Regions from separate parts of the Gasterosteus aculeatus genome. Here region 1 is linked to region 2. Evidence: chromatin contacts called from public Hi-C data. All regions are on one chromosome and are shown on one strand. Each heading gives the region's core, a stretch centred on a gene start, on an enhancer-like site or on the middle of the called end of the contact. The rest is flanking DNA. Distances are from core to core; before and after follow the strand shown.

Region 1 (2,915 bases), core at 59-2,558, 43 kb after region 2:
CTGTTTTTCTCTTGGAAGCTAAGAGCACTTTCAAGTGTGAGGTAAGATATTAAACGCATATCACTCGGTTGGAAGTCCTTAACTCATTCAGATCCACAGGACATGTGAGTGAGACACACAGTCGCTCCTGTTGCTTCGACCAGGTACACAATCATAAACAGGAGCACTAACACAGTCAGTTTATTGTCATCTTCAGGATTATTGGCCCATAAACGACCAGAGCCGTTCATAACTCATTGCCTCCCTCTGCTGGTGTGAGTGGATTGTAATGTTGTTTTACAACGTGCCTCATAATGTCTTGAAAAAATCAATTGTGCACGGCACTCAGTTGTGGCTGTAACTATGTAATTGGTGAGTTTATATTCACCTTGTCATACTGGATTTCATGGCATTTTTTTATTTGCTATTGTATCATTACTAAACAGTAATGAATTTATAGGTTGTCTACATAATGAGTCACCGTAATCTAAAGTAAAATTCATATCTGGTATTTCTATCATATATGTAGAACCACTTTCTATTAATATTCCCCTTGCAATGTGTTTCTGATACTCAGGATAAGTTATTCTCTGCCTAGTAATATTAACATGTTAGTTAATATAAGTGTTATCAACAAATAAGACTCATTAAACTAAGTAAGAGTGTTTGTGTTTGTGTGCTGGAAGAGGTGGCAGAGGATGTGAAACAAGCAAGATATAAAAAGATGAATAGTAACAGTTATCCTATATAAACACTGTTGTTCAAATAACTTTCCTTATTGTATCCATGAAGTCATTTGTGACAGTTTATATACTGCTGATAAGAGTGTTACGGGGCAAAATTCAATATTATCTCTCCTTAAACATAAAATTATTGAGGAATATGGGTACTTTTTCATGTGTGGTAGACAAGGAAGCTACTGACACAATATTATCCTGTTAAAAATACAAAAATTACTGAAACGATGAGTTCTAAGTGCAAAGAATATGCCAAACAATCTGCTCAGGCCTATTCTCTACCTAGTAGGCCTACAGCTAAAACAGCATTCACTGTAAAAAAACATTAAAAAAAAAACATTTAAAACATGTATACATAGTAAATCAGTAGGTTATTCCTTGTAATTAATTATATTATATTATATATAATTATATATTTTACAACAACAAAAAGTTAATTTAGCCTACTTCAATTAAACCACACCACCAACATAAATAATAATTCATATCAAATGCATTTGACACATTCTAAATCAGTAGTTTGAACAAAACTACTTTGTTCAAAGATGCGGGCACAATGAACCGGACGGTAGATGTCTCCCTCCTCCGCGCAGCTGTGCGTCTTCACGGGGACGATGCTGTCTACCGATGACCGAGTCGCCATTTTGAAAAGCAAACCGTTCACAGCACACCCGCCCTGAGTACTGGAACTATGCCGCGGGGCCGGCCTCGCAAACTGAGAGTTATAAGCAACGACGAAACAGGTAACAAGTACCAAAATTCCACGAATAAAAAATACAGAATGTGAGCTATCCAAATAACCTGCTATTATTAGGTCTACCATCTCTGTATCTTGTATAATAACACTTCAACGTAGTGTATATAGTCCCCGGATATAGTATTGCGGGTGGGCTTTGCTTTGTGCGGCGAAGGAGTGATTGAGGCGGAATGATATTAATAACGTTTCGGTGGCTCTTCTTATTGGCTTCCAGTCTAAATTGGTGTCCGCGAAAGAAACCACCGCGGTCTCGTTTAGCGTTACTCAACATACGGCTTTTACTCTTAATATTCGTTTATGTTATTTGCCGTTAGCTCGACGCTGCTAACTAGCTTGCTTCGCTACCACTAGCGTCGAGGCTAACACGCTACATGTTTTACAGTTGTTGTTTTGATTCCGCGAGGCATGTCACCGGCGAGGCGGTGCGGACGCCTGCGTTGGTCCCGTCGTGTTCGGAGCATCTTCTCGCATTCACGTAGTGACACGACACTTGACACACGTTGACATGTCCCGTCCGTGTGCTGGCATTTTGTTGTCAGCATCGGAATACAACACTTGGCGTTAGCTGTTGTGATACGCCGGTCGGGGAACGTTAACGCAAACAGCATGTTAACCAGCTGGTTCTGCTGCTCGATGTGAGCTAAGCTAACGTTAGTCACACAGGACGAATTATCATCACATTGGCGTTAGCGACGCAGCAGCGTGTTTATTTCCTTTTATGTAACGTAACATAATGAATGGCTGTGACTGACAGCCGTGATGGGCGTGACGCAACCAAGCTATTGATTGATTCAATAGTTGCTAAAAGCCCCCCCAACATGTTCACAGTCAAGCACTGTACTTTTAAAAACTAACGTTAAATCCTGCAAATCCACCAGAGTGGTTGCGCTCCGAGAGAGTTAAGCCAAATACGCACAGGTTTTGTTTTAGACAGAGACAGATGGAGGATGCTTTAGAAACTGGGTTATTTTTACGAGCAGACCTCCATTATGATCACAAACATGCCTCGTTTCAAGGGGTGATCGAGTATTGTGAATGTATTTGTAGAATACAGTGGACGACTGTCTCAAATTAATACCCATAAATCACAAACACACACACACATATATATATAAATACAATTATAAATGCTAAAAAGCTCTCTCCACAACTCAACTAGGTCAAACATTGTTTGTATTGATTGAGTCAACAGAAAATATCAATCTTACTAAAGAAAAACTTTAAATGGTGAAATAAAAAAAAGATCCTTGGGATTATGTGACACATAGTACGTTTACTATGTGTGTGTGTTTAAGTTTCTGAGTGAGGATTTTCACATGATGGTGTCTAGAAAATACACCATCATACTTTTTTTTTTTTTTTCTTAGAGCTACTGAACATATTATTATTTCAAAATGCACATGGTCATGTTCTTCATTTACCTCTTTCATCAATTATTCTCA
Region 2 (3,031 bases), core at 324-2,823:
GGTACGTTGGGCGCGCACCAGTGGAGGCAGCGGCGGGCATTCCTTCCCCTCCAGGACCGGCGGGGGACCGGTGCGTCTCTTTGAGGCCAGCAAGTTGTCCCTGGAGCCCTTAGAGCTGCTTTTCAGGGCCCATTTTGGAGCGAGGTTGGAGCTGCTGCTGTTGATGCGGTGAGCCACCGTCTGGTGCATCCAGAGCACCTCCGGGTAGCGGGTGGAGTGGGAGCAGAAGGAGCACTTGTGGCTGGGGAGGCTCTGACTGTCCTGGGTCAGGGAGGCTACGGCCCTGCAGCCCTCAGCCCTCACGCACAGATCCACAGGCGTCAGGTTGGGATTGGGCGGGGAGGATCGAGACGAAAGGTAAGCAGGGGGGGCTGCAGAGTTGCTCAGCCCCTGTAGAAGAGCTCTCTTCAGTTTAGGATACCCACCCGGCGTGCCTCTGTCCGAGCTGGGGCTGGGAAGGGGGCCGGGTCTAGCTCGGGGGGCAGCCGGGTGTTTGACACGATCATGGGTCAAATAGGCCTGCAGATCCGAGGTGACAAAATCACAAGGGCTGCAGATGTAAGGCTTCTCATCTGTAAGGACAGGGGGGGAGAAAAGGAAGGTCAATGACTTCAAAGGGAACGATCTAGATTATACTCTAATCTGTGCTGCCAGATTCAGATTGTTGCATCCGGATGCAGGTTTGCTGAACAGCCAGCAGGCCGCAGCATTGTTCAGCATTCCCAGATCTCCTCCTTTTCTTTTACATGTCAATGTATCTTGAAATAACTTCTACTATTACAAGCACAATAAACATACCAACAGAACTATAAACAATGCATAATTGTTCACCATCATTTGATTGTTTTAAGTATTTTATATTGGTTCATAATGATGCTGCAGTAGTTGGTGCTGCTGTGAAGGTTGTTATGTTCACATGTTAAATCCGTCTCAGAGTTGTTGATCCATCACTATGGTAATTGTTGGGAATGTATTATGGTCCATATGGTGTGAGACAATTACACCATGATATTAAACAGCACAGTGGAGTAAAATCAACACATTTTGACAAATTAAACAAATGGGATGTCATAAAGCAATTACTTATTTTGTTGTTAATTTTAAAGAATTCGTTGCATTATTGTTTACTCATATTGGTTCCTGATTACCAAAGTGAAGCTCTATGAATTCCCCACAAGATGGCGTGTGTGACCACCTTTTCTTTAAGGGAATTTAACTGCTGTGACTGGGAAACTTCAAATCTCTGTTTGATTTCAGAAATTAAAAGAATACAGAAAAAAAATTAGAAATAGACATTGTGCTAATTGAAGACGTGGTATTCATAGTGAGTGTGATATTTTATTAAACGTGAAATCCGATAAAAGATGAATATCCTCAAGTTTAAAAATCAAAGTTGTTTTCTTTAAACATGAATCCTCAAATTAGCCTTAGTCTGGGTCCACACATACATGCACACGCTCCAACCGATCTGATTCTGTAAGTATCACATTATGATACTCGCCACTACCCCTCCTCCTGTTCACAATAGCACCCGTAACATGCCATCTGTTTTTCATTTGGCTTCCTGTTGGCAGCACAAGCCAACACACACAGCTCAAACGCTGCCAAGGTGAAGCCCTGGTGCTGCGCAGTTGTAGTGGGGGGGGGGGGGGTAGTTAAGGTTAGGCCCATTTATCAGGCCGATGTCAGCCCTGTATTATTTAAATATTGACAAGTTAAAGTCAAAGAATGGAATAACCTGATCATTAGTAGCTCGACACATAGAGCGTCCTCTGAGTGTCTCTTTCCCAATGGCCTGCCTCCCTGTACCATCGGGAGGTGACTCTATAAATAACCAATCCCTCAGACATCGGGTAGCCCGGCCGGCTCAATGGTAAGAAGAGTGGATGAGTGGCAGGGGAAGTGTCACAGGAGGTAACCTTAGAGATTACAAAAAACTCAGGAGGGGGACAGGGAGAAAAGGGTGGGCCGGTGGCCAGAAGCCATCTTGCTGAATTCTTTAAAGCTTTCACGTAGGCCGTCTTTGTCACGAATATAAAAACCAAAATAAATCATATCCCATTTTACAACGCCTTTCTATACATCTGTATATATCTGTCAGTTGAGCTAAAAAGACCCTTTGTCCCAAATGCAATTTCTGAAAGCAGACACCAGGGTGCATGTGGGTTGGGAGAGAGTGAATAACGTACAGTATATGTGTTATTACAAGTTGACCACACAGGAGTGAAGTACAGCACTATTGTAATACTGCACAACAAATAAAAAATAAATATCACATTACTGGCTGTTATATAATAAACAAGCAAAGAGAACCGCAAAGAGTAAAAAAGGAAACATGCAGACAAGACTTTCACGGCCATGACATAAAAAGGAGAGCAAAAGACATATTCACGCACAGATAAGGGGGGTGAGGGGAGTTTCCTGAGACAGGAAGACCTGAAATAGCGCACAGCTCGATCAGGCCTGAAGAAATCTGGCTGCTATTTTTGAATGGCTGTACTAAGAGGGAGGAATTGAGGCAATCTCTACAATTCTTAGCCATCCCCAATCCGACCTTGTCCAAAATGTGTTTTTAGTGAATGTGAAAGATGAAAGACGAAAGCCTGAGTGCTTTAACTTATTTTAGCTGTGATTGTGGGTGTTTTGCCCTTGCATGGGTAGGCTTTCTTTTTCTGCTCTGCGGTGTTTATTGGTTGTGGAGGTGAAAAAAATGATAGGCATTCCAAAAATGCCCTCTTCTCTGCTGACATGCCACTGAAAGGCACTCACTTTCACTTAACTGTGAGCTTTATTGCTCTGCCATACAAACTTATTGCACTGACATTTTTCAATGGCCTTTAAAGTTGATTTGCCCATATTTGAGTATTAGTATTTGTGTGTAGCCCTCTATAAAAGAGCTGAAGTCAGATGTTATTCTGACATTTTGCCACACGGTGGCTCCAGCTCCAACTCCATAGAGCCCGATGAGCCAAGGACCTGCACCTACACAAAGCACATTTCATCAACAGATGTTTACGACATGCCACGGCCC

The links. A called contact is a pair of places that touch in the nucleus more often than the background predicts.
Region 1: a contact with region 2 is called in a Hi-C map of whole body, with 4 times the contacts expected there. The contact joins the promoter of LOC120810964 here to the enhancer-like site in region 2. A contact is called at or near these places in 6 of 6 Hi-C or Micro-C datasets (blood and trunk muscle, liver, skeletal muscle and 2 more).

Annotation. Positions count from the first base shown.
Region 1 is chr20:15,626,703-15,629,617 of fGasAcu3.hap1.1, forward strand. LOC120810964 (zinc finger protein 236) reads left to right here and starts at 1,309. Exons shown (of 30, transcript XM_078095350.1): 1 at 1,309-1,459. The coding sequence starts at 1,408.
Region 2 is chr20:15,583,073-15,586,103 of fGasAcu3.hap1.1, forward strand. It overlaps znf516 (zinc finger protein 516), which reads right to left. Exons shown (of 6, transcript XM_078095357.1): 3 at 1-572. Among protein-coding and RNA genes, the nearest start is that of znf516, 27 kb to the right of the region's middle. Within about 2 kb of position 1,574, at least 4 of the 9 cell types and tissues checked have open chromatin away from gene starts, as enhancers often do.